2 separate regions of the Anas platyrhynchos genome follow, and region 2 is linked to region 1. The links are chromatin contacts, called in public Hi-C maps. All regions are on one chromosome and are shown on one strand. The core of a region is the stretch at or near the end of the contact, and the rest is flanking DNA. Distances in the headings are between cores, read along the strand shown. Region 1 overlaps PRKAG2 (protein kinase AMP-activated non-catalytic subunit gamma 2). Region 2 overlaps PRKAG2 (protein kinase AMP-activated non-catalytic subunit gamma 2).

Region 1 (3,111 bases), core at 318-2,817:
ACAGTCTGCAAGCAGCCTTTAATCCTGAGCTAACTTACGTTTTGATCCCAACTACCACAGCCCAAAGCTTAGGTCAATGGAAACCTTTTAATTGATTTCCTTTGCTGTTAAAATTGGCAGCGCCATCAATGCGCTGTGATTATTGCTGCTACTTTAACTGGTATTTTTGGAACAGGAAGCAGGATTGGAAAATGTCCTGCTGCCCTTCAGAGAGGGCATTCAGCCCCTGGTAGAAAGCTGCATTTTTAATGAGTTAAATCTCACACCACCAAGTACTTTTATTAAAAACGTTCCTGGTATTTGATTTTAACATATCTGCAGGGATAGCTCCCTAATTTCCACTCGGTAAAGTGATGCTCTCCTGATTTACTTGTACATGTATTATTTCTGAGGTGAGAGCTCACGCAAGACCATGGAAAAATATAGGCTGAGTTGTGTTTTCTTCCAGTGCAGGTCATCCTCCTGAGTTTACTTTGGATCACCTTAGTTTGCTTTACTTCTATACATGAGGTGCTGCCTTGGGCTTTGCTGTTCTGAAATTCCTGAACCAAAGGGGCTGCGCTGGGGGCCAAGAACAAATCCCAATGATAAGAATCCCACTGAGTTTCCATCAGGATGGGCCAAGGCATCTGGAGCATCTTCTGTCTTTTCAAAGGTGGGACACTGGGCATGAAGCCCCAGCCTGTAGTTTGCTGTTTCAAAGCTGTGCATCCAGCTAAGGACTTTTTGCAGGAAGGTATCTTTCACTTCAAGGCAGTTATTTAGGTCAGAGTCATGGGGTTGTGGCCAGCTGTTGAACTGGGGTAACCAAAAGGAAAAGACACAAAGATGAGCTTTTGGTTATTGCCAGAGAGAGAGAGAGAAAAAATATTAAAGATGAGCAAATGCTTTAAAATCCTAGCCTGACACTGGGAAACGTTTCAAACCTCATGTCTGCAGATCACTTTCTGCTTTAATATTGTCCTAACCATTAATATCCTTGCCGAACTGCGTATATTCGAGGGGCAAAATAACTTCACTGGGAAAAGAGCAGCTACATGGGAAAGAAAACACTGCAAATGTCACACATAGCCTTTGAAATGAAAACAAGCGAGGAAGAAGTTGCTTCCAAGACAAACAAGGGATACACAGAGTAACAGGTTAGTCTGTGTTTTGAACAAGGCGTGGGAGGAGGAAGCGGAGGAAAGATGGGGGATGTTATTTACAAGGAAGACGGCGTATACTTCCCTCACATACTGCTGCAGGATAATAGGGGAAGGAGTGTAGGGTGGGCTCAGTTCAAGTAAAGTGAGGGGAAAAAAAAAAAAGCAAGCTACAAACCCTGTGGGCTTTTACCTGCTGCTTTTGTCAGTCATGGATTGCCTGGGTAAGTGCAGATTTGCTATAAACCAGAAGGGAAGGCTCCAGTGACGAATTTCACAGAGCAGCTGAGGCTGGGACGGACATCTGGTGGTCTCTGGTCCAGCCCCTGCTCAAAGCAGGGCTGCAACTTCTGGTTGGGGTGCTCAGAGCCTCGTCCTGTCGCATTATTAAAATCTGCAAGGAAGCAATTTCACAGCCCTCTGGTCCCCTGCTCCAATGCCATGCCACCCCCAACAGGAACATTTGGCTTACGTCTACCTGAAGCTTCCCTTGGGGCCTCCTGGCCTTCCTTTGTGCATCCCTGAGATGCTTTGGCTCTGCCTTCTCCATAATCCCAAATAGGTAACTAATGACAGCTAAAAGGTCTTCTCCTCCTCCTTTTTCCCCATATACCATGTGCTCCAACCCTGACCAACCTTGTTTCATTTCAATAGCATTAACCCATTTCATTTCAATAGTACTAACCCAGCGCCAGCAGCTGATCACCTGTAACAGCAGGCAAGCACAGCAAGCCCACGTGATTTCAGCTCGCTGTCCTTTTCGGAAGAAATAAAGCAACCTAACCCTCCTTCCTTTTTAACATGGGTGTCCCAAGCTGCTTGAGAAAATGGGATTTTAATCACTTAGGATGAGGCAATTCTGAGCAGTGAAGCATTCAGGTAGCTTCAGAAATGAAGCCATGTGCTGTTTTGGCTCTTCTCAGAGCTCTGCAGCTTGGCACCTGCACAAAGGTCTGAAATATCTGGTCTGAGGGGTCTCTGAGAAGTCCGGTCACTCAGAAAATGCTCCTCGGCCTACACAGACTTTGTTTTGAGTGGGACATAGTCATTTAACTTAGTGCTTCATGGTACATAGGGTTATTCTTTCTTTGCCACACAGCAGAATGTAAAAGTTTTGCCTGTGAAAAACTACGTAACACAACAAAACTGTTGGTTTTCGTAAGTGTCCTGATGTCCTTGTTAAACACAATTCAGTTAAATATAGCACACCCTAAGAGCCTAATTTATTACCAACCCCTGTTTAGCACACTGAATAAAATCTCCGTTAACGTGGCAGAGTGAAGAGTGTGTATCTGCATAAGTGTCTCTTACAGAGAGCTTAATGATGCGAAAGCACCTGGTATGGATTGCTCTGCAGATTAAAAAAAAAAGAAGAAGAAGCTGCAGAATGAGACAAGTTATCAATTTTAATACAAATTTTAGTCAACACACCCTTTGCAAGAGGCCCTAAAAACAAAAGACCACAGACACCGAAGCCCAGCACAATTCCTGCAGTGCTCTCTGGAGTCACAGGATCATGGGGATCTTCTGTTAGCTCAGAAATAGCATGGCCCCGTTCCAAGCCCGCCCCTGCGACAGTGATGTGACCTTATCGAAAGGGTTTTGCTGACTACTGGAAGATTTCTTTATTTAAAATTCTGATGTACCTAGCTAGGATCAGACTTAAGCGCTGCTATTTGCTTGGATAACTTCGTCAAAACGTCACACAATGGCTTTGCTATGCAGTGTGTATTGATGCAGCAGCAAGCTCTTCTGGTTGCACTGAATCAGCTCCATACTGCCCGTGCAACATTAAAACCTATCTGGACCAGCAAAAAGAGCTCAGATGAACTGTAATTATTGTGAGGCTTGAGAAAAAGGGGAGCATAAACAGTGTGTTTAAACTTTAAGTTGAGAAGAGCAAATGCCCTTGAATAGAGTGATGCTTGCAGTAAAGTTGTTGTCCTTCAGAAATACTGACTCTCCTGCT
Region 2 (3,111 bases), core at 227-2,726, 99 kb before region 1:
CCCATTAAAAAAAAAAAAAAGAGAACTGCAAGCAAAGGCAGACTGAAAGGAGAATACTCACTTGTAGCGTAGTGTCGAAAACAACAAGCTTAGAGCTTGTTGGAACAATGTCATAACACTTGTGTGACCTCATGAATCGCACATAAATGTCACTTTCCGATTCTTCAAGTGCTGTAAGTAAAAACATTATGTTGTTTTATTTAAATGACCTTAAAAAAAAAAAAAAAGAGTAAAAAGCATGCCAAATCAACTGAACACCATTGCAGGACATCCCTACAGCAAAACTCAAATCCATGCTTTCAGATCTAGACAGACAGTTCATCGTCCTGCACTTTGCATTTCACTTCTTTCCTTTCCAATTTAATAGCACACGGGCAAATGCATGGCTTCTCCTCGACAAGAAAGGACTTCAGTACTAAAGCGTTACGTTTCGGTTTTGTTTCCCTAACAGCAAGCTATTGACTATGCATACTTGGTACCTGAACTCCAATTACGTACAAAGCAAGTTGGAAATTTAAGTAGCATCAGGCTTAACTAAGCCTTAAGTTAATATTGCTCTGATAACAAGTTCCCCAATCGGCACCGCTCCATTCAAACTACGTTACACAAAACCTCACAAATCCCACAGTTCATTTATGAAAACAGGATCCATTGGGGCTGGACTCTTTTTTTTGCAAGTTTTCTTTTTTTGTTGTTGTTGTTGTTAAACATGATTTGTCTGTAACAAGGACACACGATCCAATCTATATTAAATTAATTTTGCATTTATCAAGCTTAGATGCACATGCGTACAGTCTTTAGATCTGCTTGGGTATGTTACTTTTTTTTTTTTTTAAAGCCCTTTGGCCCTATGTTCTTTACAGTAGGTACCTGCAGCTCAGTCAAGGTTAACCTCCCTATCAGACGTGCACCCTTGCAATCCTGTAACACTGTGCTGGAACTCGGTCATGCTGTGCTTTTGCAGAGCAAGGAAAAAAAAACAAAAAACAAACCTGAACTACCTACTAACCATTGAAGAACTTGGTGTTAGAAAGCTATAAACCTCAAAATCCTCGTTTGCTACATGTGCTCAAAATTAATCCTCTAGTGCCAGAGAAAATGTCACTTCCACAGGGTGGCTCAGCACAGTTTTAGTCCAATCCTACAGAAGCCAAGATGGAACTCCCCTGTAGCAGCTACTGTAACATACAGGCAGTCTCTCTGCGTGTCAAGTTAAGTCCTTCATTTCCAGCTCCCCCTACTCTTTAAAGAAGCCCTTTCCCCACCAAAACCCAAGCAGCAGTTCTAGAGGAATACAGAAGAGAGTTCAACTAGAAAGAAGCAGAAAAAAAAGTAAATCGTTCGTTGGATTTATGTTCCTATAAAGGTCAGGACCAGGAGTGAAAATAGCAGGAGCTAGGAGAAATTGATAAGAGATTAGGAAACAATGCGAGCAAACCGATAGGGGAAGAATGAGGCAGATTGACTCGGACAAGGCTGGTGCGAAGCAGCCTTTATAAGATGATACCAAAGGGGAACTGGTACTGACTCGGCAAGGGCAGGCATAAGGGAGGTCAAAAAAGGCAGTTGGGAACAGAGAACGCTTTATGTAACTCTGTAATATAGCAACAGCTTATCACCCCGCAGCTTCCTCAACAGCTTCCACAGCTACTGGCTGCACAAAGCGAATTCACTGACCCTGCAGCAGGGCGAGCTATGGCTGGCTTTCTTCTTAAAGAGCAAACTAGAAGGAGGAGGTGGAGGAGACAATGTTACTTTGCATACAATCAGCTTTTTTTTTTTTTAAATATATATCAAATAGCTGATGAACTGCAAAACCAGCAACTGTTTTTAGCTGAAAAGATGTCACCCTTCGCAGAGCACGTCATCGCTGGGTACCGTTCTGTCGGCCTACCACCAGTTATGCAAATGCAGCGAGGGCAGTAATTGCTGAGTGAGCTTGTTGCCAGCTTTAATCAGGCAAGGTCGGGAACGGCAGGCACAGCTCTGACCTCTGCATGGACCAGCGCGGTAAAGATGTGCCTAGAAACCCTCCTCTTGCTCAGCACACGCTCTGAACACAAACTTTTAACCAGACCTGAACAATCTTCACCCATTCGGGATGTGTGGGGTTGGCTAGGTGCTGCTACCTCACCCGAGTTTGTCTCCCAGTTCAGAAATCAGCATCAGGCGCATCCCCCAGGCACCACAAAGCAGCCGGTTCCTTCCCCGAGGATGGAAAGTTCAGATTGGAAACGCTCAGAAGCGCAAGACGGTGATCTGTGAGCCCTGTGTTTAACAGCTACAAAAATAGCGAGGGAACTCCAGCAGGATCTAAACAAGGATGCAATTGTCCAGCTGGAACTGAGGTTTGTTTCTGCAGATCCTGACACCACGGGCCAGCATAATGCCCTGCTGTAGCAGCCACAAACTACACATGCAAAACATACGCCCTGCTGCGCTACCTCGTATGCTCGACGTGGTGTCGTCAAGTGGCAACTGGAAAGGATATTCAGGACCTTCCAAGCCCTTCAGCTACCCACAAGTACTGAGGAGCTGCCTCCAGCTTGCTCTTTGTACGAGAACTGTGTGTGAGTTATTGGTGTGTGTGGCTGCTGAAAGGAGAAGAGGTCTCCAGCAGGCTCGGGACTCCTCAATTTACCCCACGGGCAGGAGGTACGTACATATCCTGTCTATTCTTTCACCCCAGATCAGCAGCGTACTCAGGTGTTGATACCAGAAGGGTGCACGACATGGACAAGTAACGCAGACCCTCTGCTCCTGCTGGAAGAAGGAATTGAGGTATCCAGGATTAGATTTGCATCTGGATCTCATGTGCAGAAGCCCAGTTACAGTAAGGGATGCCCCGAGCTGTAGCAGAAGCCACAGAAGGACTACAAGCTACGGGAATTCTGAGGGCAGGGCCTCCTAGGGGAGCACAAGCTGCAGTGGCACGGCAGCAGCGCCAAGCACAGCCCGTCCCTGCCACTCCTGGCAATTGTATTCCCTCTCTCCGAGGCAGAAGCCTGACGTACACCTTTCACAAACTGCTCCTGTAACTCCCGTAACGTGTGTGAGGCTGGAATGGCACCAGACAGCTCCAGGAGTCCAGACTCAGCAAAGGCAGCTGCA

What was found. Hi-C and Micro-C count contacts between places; a contact is called where the count stands out from the background.
Region 2: a Hi-C map of skeletal muscle shows a contact between it and region 1, with 6 times the contacts expected there. The contact joins two enhancer-like sites. A contact is called at or near these places in 5 of 8 Hi-C or Micro-C datasets (F1 follicle, liver, skeletal muscle and 1 more).

Annotation. Positions count from the first base shown.
Region 1 is chr2:152,863,392-152,866,502 of IASCAAS_PekinDuck_T2T, reverse strand. The region is part of intron 3 of PRKAG2 (protein kinase AMP-activated non-catalytic subunit gamma 2); the gene reads right to left. Among named protein-coding and RNA genes, the nearest start is that of PRKAG2, 81 kb to the right of the region's middle. Within about 2 kb of position 1,567, at least 1 of the 8 cell types and tissues checked has an H3K27ac peak or open chromatin away from gene starts, as enhancers often do.
Region 2 is chr2:152,962,601-152,965,711 of IASCAAS_PekinDuck_T2T, reverse strand. It overlaps PRKAG2 (protein kinase AMP-activated non-catalytic subunit gamma 2), which reads right to left. Exons shown (of 16, transcript XM_027450396.3): 6 at 62-171. Among named protein-coding and RNA genes, the nearest start is that of RHEB, 32 kb to the left of the region's middle. Within about 2 kb of position 1,476, at least 2 of the 8 cell types and tissues checked have an H3K27ac peak or open chromatin away from gene starts, as enhancers often do.